Regions from separate parts of the Oryctolagus cuniculus genome. Here region 1 is linked to region 2. The links are chromatin contacts, called in public Micro-C maps. All regions are on one chromosome and are shown on one strand. The core of a region is the stretch at or near the end of the contact, and the rest is flanking DNA. Distances in the headings are between cores, read along the strand shown.

Region 1 (6,655 bases), core at 331-2,830, 65 kb after region 2:
AGATGGAAGATTTCTCTCTCTCTCTCTCTCTCTCTCTCTCTCTCTCTCTCTCTCTCTCTAACTCTTTCAAGTAAATAAATGAATCCCTTAAAAGAAAAGAAAAAGTGAGTACAAACCTGTATCAGAAGTAAAAGCAAGCTGGCGCGTGGCTCAACAGGCTAATCCTCTGTCTAGCGGCGCCGGCACACGGGGTTCTAGCCCCGGTTGGGGCAACGGATTCTGTCCCGGTTGCCCCTCTTCCAGGCCAGCTCTCTGCTGTGGCCCGGGAGTGCAGTGGAGGATGGCCCAAGTGCTTGGGCCCTGCACTCCATGGGAGACCAGGAGAAGCACCTGGCTCCTGCCATCAGATCAGCACGGTGCGCCGGCCGCGGTGGCCATTGGAGGGTGAACCAACGGCAAAGGAAGACCTTTCTCTCTGTCTCTGTCTCTCTGTCTCTCTCTCACATTGTCCACTCTGCCTGTCAAAAAAAAAAAAAAAAAAAAGAAGAAGAAGTAAAAGCAGCAGCTCATGTCATGTTGGGTTCCTGCGAAGATGGAGAAGTCACTTCCACCTGTGCTGGATACGAAGGAAGCAAGCATGGAGTGTTCGTTCCCTTGAGAAGGGGATGATCTCCCAGTGGGATCCATTCCGCCTCTGGCACCATCTGACTTCACGCCGGAGGAAAAGCCAAACGCGAGTCTCTAAGCCAGAAGAGGGGGAAAGGAAAGTCCCTTGGGGGCTGCCAGTGCTGGGGCCGCAGCGTCCAGGGGGCAGTGCGCCAAGACCAGGGGCCTTGCAAGAGCCCCTCCCGCCCCCTCTGCCCCCAGTCCTTCCTGAACTTTCCATCCTTTTGTCGACTCTAATTACTGGAACCCGCAGGATGAATTCCTTCTCGACCCACTTTCAGGATCTTTGTGCGGCCGTGGAGCAAGGAGTCCTCCGTGGGTTTCTCTGTTGCTTTAACACAGCAAGACTTGTACCGTGCTTCTCGGCACACGTGCGTTTGAACTAAGTGAGCGTTTGTCTCTGACCTGGAGGAAGCGGTTCAAAGACGGCTCCTTCTCAGCCGATTCCAACACGGCCTCTACGATGACTCAACGAAGAGCAACGGAACTTGTGAAAAACAAAACAAAACAAAGCAAAAAACCAAAACCCTCCTTTGAGAATAATCAGATGGACAAATGTCAACAACCTATCATTTTAGAGCAGCCAAGTGAGTATAGACCAGGCGCTGGCAAGGTTGTAAGGAGCCTACGCCCGTGTGTTCACAGGTGCTGGGTAGCAGCTTTATAATACAGCGATCTATGTCAGGGGTCATGAAAGACGGTTCTGCCCACGGATCCAGGATCTCATTCCTGGGAAAGCATCCAAAGGAAATGGCTGAAAAGACGGAAAAAGCTGTGTATGTAGAGACTTTCCCCGCACTGAGAGACAGGGGCGGCAACATAACACACGGGCTGGCACACTCGTGGGCCACATTCAGCCAGAAGCCTGTTTTCTGATTTTTTTTTCTCACCAGCAACCCAAAAATGTTTTTTTAAAACGTCTTTAAAAATGGCTGAAATAAACAAACAAACAAAAAGAGCACATGATGTTTGCTGAGCCCTGGAAAAAGAGAAAACTGGATAAAGAGTCTAAAAAACACGGGGGACTGGTTTTGTACAAACCCTCAAGCTTTGCAGAATATGAAACTGAACGTCCACCGTGACCTCAGCCATGTGAAAATATGCCCTGAGCCACAGACAGGAAGAGAAGGTACAAACAAAGCGTGTGGTAGGGAGTGATTCAAAGTGATTTATTTTTCTTTAGAAATGTCTTAACAGAAAAAGAAAGTCAGATGCTCGCGGGCGGGGTTTTATTGTGTGCATGTGTTGGTGTACTGTGTAGGCATCAACGCTGGAGCTGTGTGGGCAGGGGTTGGGCCCGGTGGCTAAGTCCCCATTGGGATGCCCACATGACGAATTCGAGTCCCAGCTCCTCTGCTCGCAAGCCAGCTTCCTGCCTGTGCACACCCCGGGAGGCAGCAGGTGACGGCTCAGCTGTCCGGGTTTTCTGCTATACACGTGCGGGAGACCTAGACTGGTTCCCATCTCCTGGCTTCCCCCTGGCTGTTGTGAGCATTTGAGAAGTGAACTAGTGGATGGAAGAGCTCTTGGCTTTCTGCCTTTCATATAAGATGAAAATAAAGGAATAATCTTTCAATGATGCTGTGGCTCTGTATGTATTGAGATGGAAACACACCTGTGCCATTCTGGCTGGTGACTCCTCTCTGTAAATTCAACACTGATGTGCCCATGTGAACCTATAGGGAGAACATTCTGGAAGGACAGGTGCCCAATACAATGACAGCAACTATCTCTGGGTGATGGGATTTGGGGTGAAATTTATTTTATTTTATTTTTACTGTTTAGTGCTTTATGTTTTTCTCAGTGACTATTTTTTATTTTTAGAATCATGAAACAAAGTACTTTCTTGAAAACGTTGGTAAAGTTGTGAAAATGTTTTTTACAATACAGGAGAAAACGACGTCCTATGCAAGGTGCTAGGAGTTTGCTATCCTTCACAGCTACTGGCCCGCTTTGTCACTCTGACTCCACCTTAAATGCCACTTTTACCCACAGACTCAGACACCAAGCCCTGGACTTGATTTGGGTGCAAAATTCAAGATGGTACACAGAAGCTCAGTAATCAAGATAAATCCTTTAATGCCATATCCTTTTTGTAAAGATTTATTTATTTATTTGAAAGGCAGAGTTGCACAGAGAGAGAAGGAGAGGCAGACAGGGAGGTCGTCCATCTGCTGGTTCACTCCCCAACTGGCTGCAATGGCCAAAGCTGCACCAATCTGAAGCCAGGAGCCAGGAGCTTCTTCTCGGTCTCCCACGTGGGTGCAGGGGCCCAAGGACTTGGGCCATCTCCTACTGATTTCCCAAGCCATAGCAGAGAGCTGGATCGGAAGAAGAATAGCCGGGACTTGAACTGGCGCCCATATGGGATGCCAGCACTGCAGATGGCGGCCTTACCCTCTATGCCACAGCACCAGCCCCAAATGCCATGTATTTTTTTAAAAAAATCAAAACGAATTACAAAATCCATGATGGACAGAATATTAAAATTTAAGGGACCGGCGCTGTAGTGTAGCGGGCAAAAAGCCACCACCTGCAGTGCCAGCATCCATATGGGTGCCGGTTTGAATCTTGGTTGCTCTACTTCTGATTGAGCTCTCTGCTATGGCCTGGAAAAGCAGTAGAAGAAGTCCTTGGGCCCCTGCACCTGCGTGGGAGACCCAGAAGAAGCTCCTGGTTCCTGACTTAGGATTGGCACAGCTCCAGCCTTTGAGGCCATTTGAGGAGTGAACCAGCAGTTGTAAGACCTCTCTCTCTTTCTCTCTCTCTCTCTCTGCCTCTGCCTCTCAAATAAATAAAGTAAAATCTTTTTTTAAAAAAAAAGTATATTAAAATTTAAAATCAAGGTAGAATCTGTGTCACTGATTTTTCTTTTCCCTTCAGTCTTCAGCACGGCTTGGCACGGCTCTGTTACTGAGTTTCTCACCATTTCAAAGGCTAGTATTTTGTTCATCATGGATTTGTTTGGGCATTAATTTTTATTTTGAAAATATTATATTAAAGTACTGCTTATTTTGACATTGAGTTTTTTTTGGCACCCTTTCAATATACCAGAAATCTTTGGACATTTTTAACAACTTCACTAGCATCTATAAATTGTATCAATAAAGCTATTTAAAAATTATTTGTAGGTGCCAAAATTTGCATTTTATGTAATCTTCGTGTGTCACAAACATTCTCAAAAATTTATTTTCATTTATTTGAAAGTCAGAGAGAGAAACATGTTTCATGCTGGTTCACAAGCCCACAAGGCGCCAGGGCCAGGCCAGGCTGAAGCCAGGAGACCAGAAGTCAGGAGGAGTCGCCCACGTGGGTGGCAGGGACCCAACCACTTGCGCCATCACCTGCTTCCTCCCGCGTGTGCACTAGCTCCAGGAGGCTGGGTTGGGAGCGGAAGAGCGTGGACTTGAAGCAGGTGGTGTGGGATGTAGACGTTCGGAGCAGTAGCTCACAGCTACATCGCAACGTCTACCTCTTTTTTTTGAGCTTTTCCCCCTCAATGTTTATAAGTGTGGAAACCATCCTTAGCTTGTGGGCTGCACAGAAACACCCAGCATGGCGCACACACAAAAACAGGCAGCAAATTGGGCTAAGGATGTAGAAGCCTAAGGATGGTTTCCACACTTGTAAACGGTTGGGAGATGAAATCAGAAGAAGAGTATTTATAATACGTCACTATTATATAAAGTTCAAATTACTACTGACCTCTAAGTTGAGCATGGGACTTTCTTGACTCAACTTGATGAACAATGGATTGAAATTAAAAAATAGATGACCGGCCTTTTTGAAGAATTTTTTTGTAACTCAAAGGTTGAATATGTATTTTCTTTCTTTCTTCCTCCCTCCCTTCATTAACTTCTTCCTTTCTTTTTTCTTAAAGATTTTATTTATTTGTTTATGAGATAGAGTTACAGAGAGGGAAAGACAGAGAGAAAAATCTTCCATCCACTGGTTCACTCCCCAAATGGCTGCAATGGCCGGGGCTGGGCTGATCCAAAGCCAGGAGCTTCTTCTGGGTCTCCCATGTGGGTGCAGGGGCCCAAGGACTTGGACCATCTTCCACTGCTTTTCCTGGCTACAGCAGAGAGCTATATCGGAAGTGGAGCAGCCACGAACCAGCACCCATATGGGATGCGGGCACTGCAGGCGGAGGCTTAGCCTACTACGCCACAGCGCCAGCCCCTCTTCCCTTCCCTTCCCTTCCCTTCCCTTCCCTTCCCTTCCCTTCCCTTCCCTTCCCTCCCCTCCCCTCCCCTCCCCTCCCCTCCCCTCCCCTTCCCTCTCCCCTCTCTTCTCTTCTCTCTTCTCTCTTCTCTTCTTTCCATTTCTTTCTTCCTTTCCTTGAGAGACAGAGGGACAGGCAGAGAGAACTCCCATCCGGTGGTTCACTCCCCAAATGCCACGACACCATGTCTTCCAGCAGAAGAAGGGCTAATCCCTCTGGCTTGGGCTGCTTAAGGAGCTATGGGCTCAGCACCTCGCACAGAGGCCCACCTTGGGTGTCCGTATTTCCAGGAATGCCAGGGCTGGGCCAGGTTTCAGGCAGCTTGCCCTGGCAGCCCAGGTCGGTGGAGGGGGCATTGTACCAGCTCAGATCCCACCTACCTTCTGGTTCTCTCCTTGGTCTCTTCCTGCCATGACTGTCCCCTCTCCTTGCTCCCTTTCTCAGCAGAGGTTTTAATGAGTGTCCAAGTGGCCACCACCTAGCAGCTTATCTGCTCCATTACTGCATGACAGGGCTGTAAAAGTGCAGATAACCCCAGCTCCCTGCAGGAGGGCCGCTGCCTTATCAGACGCCGCTGCAATAATTAACCATGCGGGCAAATAAAACCCAATATTGGACAGCGGCTGCCTCCTCTGTGACCCAAAGCTCCTGCTTCAACAGCTGCCCGTTGGCCTGGCTGTTTCCTGATTGCTCCGCCTCCATGTTCCCTTCTGTTTTCCTGAAATGTCCTGTTCCGCCTCCTGTTCCCTTGGGTAGCACCCCCCCCCCCCCGACACACACACCAAAATGTCTAGATTCCCAGCTTTCATTCACCCTCACCCTTGAAAACCTCTCCTCTCCCCTCCCCTCCCCTTCCTCTCCAGCCCGAGGCTTTCACACTCCCCAAGTCTTCTACTTCAATCTGTCAACGTCACTGCATCATTGGTTTGTTGAGGATGAGACGAGATCCCAACTTCATGCCTGACCCACAGTGGGTGCTCACTGGGAAGCTGCCAGCAGCGTGCCAGTTGATGTGTTAAATAGCAGTGCTTAGTGTGGGGTCTTCAAGCCATTCCTAAAAAAGGAATGATAAAAAAAACAGTGCATAGATTTCAATATTTTTTAAAAAGATGTATTTATTTATTTGAAAGGCAGAGCAACAGAGAGAGATGAAGAGACACAGAGAGAGAGAGAGAGAGAGAGAGAGAGAGAGAGAGAGATCTTCCACTCAATGGTTCACTCCCTCCAAATGGCCACAAGACGCCAAGAACCAGGAACTCCATCCCGATCTGCCACGTGGTTGGAGGCAACGCAAGTACTTGGAGCATCCTCCACTGCTGCCCAGGCACATTAGCAGGAAGCTGGATCGGAAGCAGAGCAGCTGGGACTTGAACCATCTCCCTGATAGGGGACGCCAGGGTCGCAAGTGGCAGCTTAACACACCGCACCACAACCTCAGTCTCTGGATTTCAAACTAGCTGCACCAGAAGAAGCTTACCTCGGGGCTTTGTTCTTCTTGGGCCTTCGGAAGCCCCTCCCCCATTTGCAGACATGCCCACACCCTGAGAACAGACTCTCTGGTCAGGCTTCGTGACGCAACATGCAGGGAACATCTTGCCATGCCAGTGTGGTTGGCAAGCCATCCACGTGCCCCGCCACCCATCCGGGAGGGCCTCTCTACTGTGCCAAGCGATTCGGGCTCTTCTGTAGGCCTCGGAGACAGTGAGGCTTGAAAACCATAAAAAAAAAAAAAAAAAAAAAAACAAAAAAAAAAACACCTAGACTTTGCAAAGCCTTGTCGCTGAATATCTACTCGGCTCCAAGCCCCGTTCTAGCTGTGGGGAG
Region 2 (6,416 bases), core at 3,526-6,025:
TATCTTCTATCAAAAATTAGTCAAATATTTCTAAAAATACCTAGTCTATAAGTCTATATCTGAATCAAACTTTGATAGATGAATTAGCTGTTCATAAAGCCAGATAAATAATCTCAAAACTATCGACACTGACATTAGTTTCATCTCAATTTTAAATAACTTGGAAAATAGAGCTGTGGAATGAACTTATGTTTTGCTAATGGTTATCACAACTTATTGTGCATAGTACAAATTGGCAACAGTGCATCTTCTTTATTAATCTCAAGAGTGGAGATCTCTCAAAGTGTTTGATGAATACAATTAACTCACAATTAACTAAGCTAAATTAGCCAGTGAACAAAAAAGATTAATCAATTTTCCACAACTAATTAATAAAACCCACTACCATAACTTAATTTTATTTAAAGGAATGCCTTAAAAGCCTTTTTTTCCAAATAAATATCTAATATATACCCCCAAAAATGACTAGAACATTTCAAACCAAAGTGATAAGCTATATAAACACCTTGTCCTGAATGCAGCCCCCTGCCCATTCTAACAAAGAGGAAAACAGGCCCAACCTCACTTCTTCCCAGGGAGCGCTTCAAGCAGTAACACAGAGAAATATTTGTAGCACACAGGTCTTAGGTATCTTATTTTCTCTTTAAAATTATGAACTCGTCACAGGTACAAATGGCTCTTTAAAACGGTCCAGTAAACTCTACACTATGCCTTAAATTGCTGTCTATTATGTACTTAAAAATATTTACTAGCAATGGGAGGTTAATATGGCAACTATTACCGGGTGGCAATTATTGCTATTAAAAATATATAAATACTATAACACCATGTGCTGCTAACAACAAGTGCTAAACAGAAAACACACATTAGCAAATTATAAATATTTTCATTAAATAAAAGGAATCATCATGAAAAAAAGATGCTTTAAAAATAAATACTAAAATTGCAAAATGGGATGAGAAAATACATTTAGTATAGTATTTGGCAGTTTAGGACTTCAGAGAAATCATTCATTTTCCTTCATTTTCATTTGACAGTACTCCCCATTTGGGTCTAGCTCAAAAGAACAGATTCCAGAGTTTCTATGTTTACAACTATCTCCCCTTTCTGCAAAAAATAAATCTCTTAAAATAGAAAGAAATTAGGTCAACAACAGATTACTTTAAGAGCTTCAAATATAAAATTAATAGCCTTCGTCAGGAATTAACTACTATGTGCTTGTGTGCTTCAATTCAGCACTAATTCGAGATCATCACCCAATTATCAGTTAGGAAGATACTAAGCAAATAAAACAACATGAATGTGGGCAAGCATTACCTAAGAATTAGAGATCATTCCCTCATGTCAAAGAGTGCATATTTAAATCGACTTAAAGGTCACAAAATCACTTTCTTCAGATGATCTCAATATGAAAATAAAATACATACTTAACATCTGGAAATTATAATGTCTTCCCACAAGGGTGAGTTCACATACCATAGGGTGCACTGTTACCCTCTCCAAAAAGGCAGATTTAACACACTTAACTGAATTATAACTGAGTGAATATGTAACAAGAGTCACCAGAAATGTGATGGACAGCATGAGAAAACAGTTTTGAGTCACAAAGGCACAGCCAGGCATGCATTTAATGCAGTAGCTACAAATCTCACAGCAGTTAAGAATAAGAAACACATACAATGACCCATATCATACATACACAATGGCATTTTTCACACGTTAGCAAAGGGGGATGGAGACTGAGAAAAGATTTCAGGAAATTTGATGCCATACAGCAGAAAAATCACGACACAAAGTAAAAGACTAGCAAAAATCTTAAGGCACCTGATTGCACAATCAACTTTTACTAAACCACAATGAACACCTCAAGGTAATAGAAAACGGGTGGATCATTACTGTGCTACAGAACTTTTAATCTCCGACTTCTATTTCAATCTACATTAACATGAGTAAATATAAACAATACTTTACTCGGTTCAAAAGCAATCAAATAAAAAAGAAAACACTGGGCCCAACAATATATTCTCATATTTGCTCTTATTAAACACATGGACAGGTATGATCACATCTCCTTTGTAATTAACTGTACTATACAATGTATTTTAGGTAACATTTTTAATATCCCAGACTGTTGCTGTACATGATTTTCAAGAAAAATGCTCAATTTCGAACTAGAAAAATTTACAAGTCAGCAGCTTAATTCAGAATTTTTTTTTAAATTGCACATTATCCACCCTCCATGTATAAGGGAATGTAGGCACATTATAAAGTTCTTTTTAAAAAATCACGTTTAGCATTTCTGTGGTTCTGCATTTCAAAGTTACTACCCAAAGACAATTCTATTTTTAAAAAAGAATGCATTCAAGAAATAATTCCTTGGGTAAAGAAGTTTAAGGAAGAAAACCCAAAACACAAAACTTGAGTCAGTAGAAGTACAGAATCCCCTCCTAAAACACTCAGTTTCTCCACAAGAATCTCAAGCATCTTATCTCTGTAACATTATCATTCTTACTTACGCTCTATTAGAAAGTGAAAGAAATGATACACCTTAGAGACTGTACAAATCATACACTTTCATCTGTCTACAAAATCCAGTGCATGTAGAAATTAGCCACATACACACAAGCCATTACCAGTCAGCATGATACATGGTAATGTGGGCACTCTCTCCTCACTAATATCCGTCTACTTGGTTGTTTTAATTACCTGTAAAAGTGTCAATGTGGTCACCAGCCGCCAAACAAAAACCATTTTAAATGCCCCTTAATCAATACATTTGCTAATCTATGAAAGTCCCTCAACCTCATACCAAATGATAGATTGAGAGGAAGACAGAAGAGGAAAAGAGGCAAAGTGAGTTTTATTCCCACACACAAAAAGATCAAGGGAAAATTCTCACAGTGCTGAGAGAAGATTCACAGCTTGCAATTCAATGTTAAGATTAAATATCTGGATAAAAATGTTTGATGATAGAAAAAACTTAAGGTGATCCCACACCACAGTGGAAACAACACTATGTCATTCCATGTTTGTAGACAGAAAATCACATGTGATGTTTTTATCTGTATAAATACTGTAATGTATTTAATAAAATAATACTTCCACTTGAAAAGTTGGCAAGATTTTCTATTTCCCCACTATTCTCAAAGGGAAAAAAGCATCTATGCCACCCATAATTAAATGTAACTAATTACAATTTGAACACTAAATTATTTACCCAGCATAAACAAGGATTAAGAGGAAATAATGCTTCTATCTACAGCAGGGGTTACAGAAAATAATTTCCAAAATGCATGCTCTCCAAGAGTCCAGAGGCCCCCCCTCAAAAAAACAGGGTACACAACTTAAAATAAGTTTTTTTTTTTTAAGGTTAAATTAAATAAACCGTTCTGCCAATTTTCCAATTATATTCTACGCTTGAAACATAATTGCCTTACATCTGTTTACAAATCTTTGCTCAATATTTAAACAAATTCGTAGTCTCCCGGGCACATAGCTATACATACAGTAACTCATGCACAAAGCACACATTTAAAGACCACGCATTGCAATTATTAGTCTAAACACCAGGTTGAACAACGTGAATGTTTTCGGAGCTAGGTAATACGACCCAATAAAAAGCAAAGATGGCATTTACCACCAAATGTCACTGCCACCGCCAGGAAAGAGTTGCCGGAGCCCTATACATTTTTAATTTCGATGGATCCAGACGCCGTCGTCGGGTGCCGGGCTTCCGCGAGAACAATTGACACCCTAACTGCTTCAAGATTAAGGCAGGCGATGCAAATCCAGAGGAAAAGTTGTCAATTATCAGAGAGCGAGAGCGCGAGAGGCGAAGGCAGATAAAAGCGATGTTATCACACCGCCCAGCTTGTTGCTTTTGTGTGTGTGTGTGTGTGTGGATTTGTTGTCAGCAGAGAGAAAACAGTTTTTAGAAGACACAGGGGGAGAGGGAGGAGACGCTCTCTCCGCCCTCCGTCGGCTCGGGGGCCTGGCTCTCGGGGCTCCGGCGCGGGGAGCCCCGGGAGGCGGCCGGCAGGTCCGTGTTTACGAGCGCCGGAGCTCCGGGGGCGACGGTCCTTTAGCCACACAATCGCATTCAATCAACTGCTTTCGGGCGAAATTGCGGCTGTCATTATGGAATTTAAAAAAAAAAAAAAAATTCAAAAGGCAGGCGGGCGGCCGATCCGACAAGAGGGGCAAAGGCTGCTGCTGATGGCAGGCGCGGGGAGCACCAGGCAAAGCCTTCCACGTTTAGGAAGGAAGGGAGAGGAGAGGGAGAGGGGGAAAAAAAAAAAAAAAAAAAAAAAACGGGGAAGAGGGGAGGGGAAGGGGGGTGTGATTGCAACAGAGGGTGGGCGTTCGAAGTGCGACCCAGAATCCGCAGCTTGGAGACTTCCACATGCAAATTCCACGCCGAGCGCTGCGCTCACAAATGATTTTTAAAGAGCCAAATAAACACTGGATGGGATCCAAGGCGAGGGAGCGACGATCCAAAAGGGGGAGAATCAGCTAGAGGCGAACGGCGGGGAGAGGCGAGGGAGGGGCGAAGTCCCGGCGGCGGGAGGAGAAAGTTGGTCGGCGGCGGAGGTCGGAGACCCCCCCCCCCCGGCCTGCCCCCTCCCCACGGCCCGGCTACTCACCAGCGAGAAGAGGTTGGAGTGACAATCCTCCAGGCTCGCCCCGTTCGCCACCCAGTTCGCTGCCGCAGTCATGATCCTCCGCGAGCCCGGCCGCCAGAGCGGGGCATGTCGGAGCGAGGCGTCCGAGGCGAGGCCGGGCCGGGCGGCGGCGCCTCGCCGGGGAGCGCGGAGCGGCCGGGCCGCCGCCGCCGCCGGAGGAGGAGGAGGAGGAGGAGGAGGAGGAGGGCGGGAGGGCCGGCGGGCGGGCGGGAGGCGCCGCGGCGACGCCGCGCCGGGGGCGGCGGGCCCGGGCCGGCGGGGGGGTCCGCGGCGGCCGCGCGGCTCCTTCCTGCTCGGGCGGCGGCGGCGGCGGCGGCTGCGGCGGCGGCGGGGGGCGCTGTCCGCGCGGCCCGGCGCCCTCCCCGCCTCTCAGGGCCGCCGCTGCCTCCCGGGCCGGCGCTACGGGCCGGCCGCCGCCTCCGCCTTCCCTGATCCTCAGCCGCCGCCGCTGCCGCCGCCTTGTTTATCTCCAGCCACCGACTCCCCCTCGGGCCCCGCCGGCGCGTGAGGGGAGGCGAGCCCCGGAGCCGCCGCCGCCGCCGCCTCGGAGCCGCCGCCGCCGCGGAGCGCGAACTCGCGAAGGGGGGGGTGCGGACGAAGCCAGCGGGCGACCCCGGCAGCCGAGCGACGTCCCCTCCTTCCTCTTCCTCCCCCACCCCCCCCTCCTCCCCAGTCAGCCTCGCTTCTCCTCCCTCCCCGGGCTCGCTCGCTCTGACAGCAATGGCGGCCGCCGACCGCGGCTCGGCTCGCCATTGGCTGCCGCTGCGTCACGTGACGGGCGCCGGCCGCGCGGGGGGGCGGGGGGCGGGCGGGGGAGGGGCCCGGAGCGGCGGCGGCGGCGGCGGCGGCGGCGGCTCGCGGGAGGCGCTGCTGAGCCGAGAGCAGCCGCGTTCTCCGGCCGGGAAGAGGGAGGGAGCCGGAGAAGGAAAGAAAGAAGTGCAGGCGGCCGGCTCCCGTGGCGGGCGGCGGGCAGCCGACCCGAGGCTGCCGTGGGCGGCCGCGCGCTCTCGCGGGGCGCGGATCCTGGCGCGTTGGGGGCGCGATCGCCGGCCCCGAGCGGACCTGGTGTAGCTGCAGCCCCGCGGCCCTCGCCGGTGCTGCCGACCGCCCAGGCCAGCCGGTGTGACGAGGGCTCCCGTGGGCCGGGCAGAGGGTCCAAGTGCTTCGGAGTGTCCATCGAAGCCTCTACGCCTTTTGCCGAGGGGGAAGTCAAAGCACAGGGAGCTCAAGTCACTTGCCCGAGGTCTTGGGATTCGAACCCTTGCCACCAGCGTGCAGTGCAGCCAGGCTCGTACTGTACGCCAGGCCCTGTGCGTTCAATACAGACATGCTGGAGCGCGGGGATCCTAGTTCCTGTGTGCATTCATTCATTCATTGCATAAACGTCCCCTGAGCTCTTGCTCCATGCTGGGTCTGTTATAACTGCCGGGCATTGCGCTAACGCTGTGTTGGGAGCAGACGCTCCGCAGCGGGCCTCGGTCGGGGGTCGAGGGCCTGGGAGTCCGGAGGAACCCGATGTGCAGAGCCTGCCTCCCAACCTGTAGGCACTTGCTCTCTGAAAAGGTGGAAGCTGTTTCTGGTGGGTTAGACTAAAAGACAAAAAAAAGAGGGAGAGAGAGGAGTGTAATAAAAGGAGAGGAATCCTGGACGTATGAAAATTGAGCTTTGCAGCTACCAAAAATGCGGCTACGGTCAAGCCCCTTGTGAGCATCGGTTATAATGTTTAGTATCACA

The links. A called contact is a pair of places that touch in the nucleus more often than the background predicts.
Region 1: a Micro-C map of ear pinna shows a contact between it and region 2, with 2.8 times the contacts expected there. The contact joins the enhancer-like site here to the promoter of MED13L in region 2. A contact is called at or near these places in 2 of 6 Hi-C or Micro-C datasets (ear pinna and an unstated tissue).

Annotation. Positions count from the first base shown.
Region 1 is chr21:12,846,466-12,853,120 of mOryCun1.1, forward strand. It overlaps LOC127484713 (a long non-coding RNA gene), which reads right to left and starts at 5,350. Exons shown (of 2, transcript XR_007911909.2): 1 at 5,212-5,350; 2 at 2,671-2,927. Within about 2 kb of position 1,581, at least 3 of the 8 cell types and tissues checked have an H3K27ac peak or open chromatin away from gene starts, as enhancers often do. A contact at or near this core is called in ear pinna, where this site is marked.
Region 2 is chr21:12,777,968-12,784,383 of mOryCun1.1, forward strand. MED13L (mediator complex subunit 13L) reads right to left here and starts at 4,776. Exons shown (of 32, transcript XR_007911907.2): 1 at 4,644-4,776.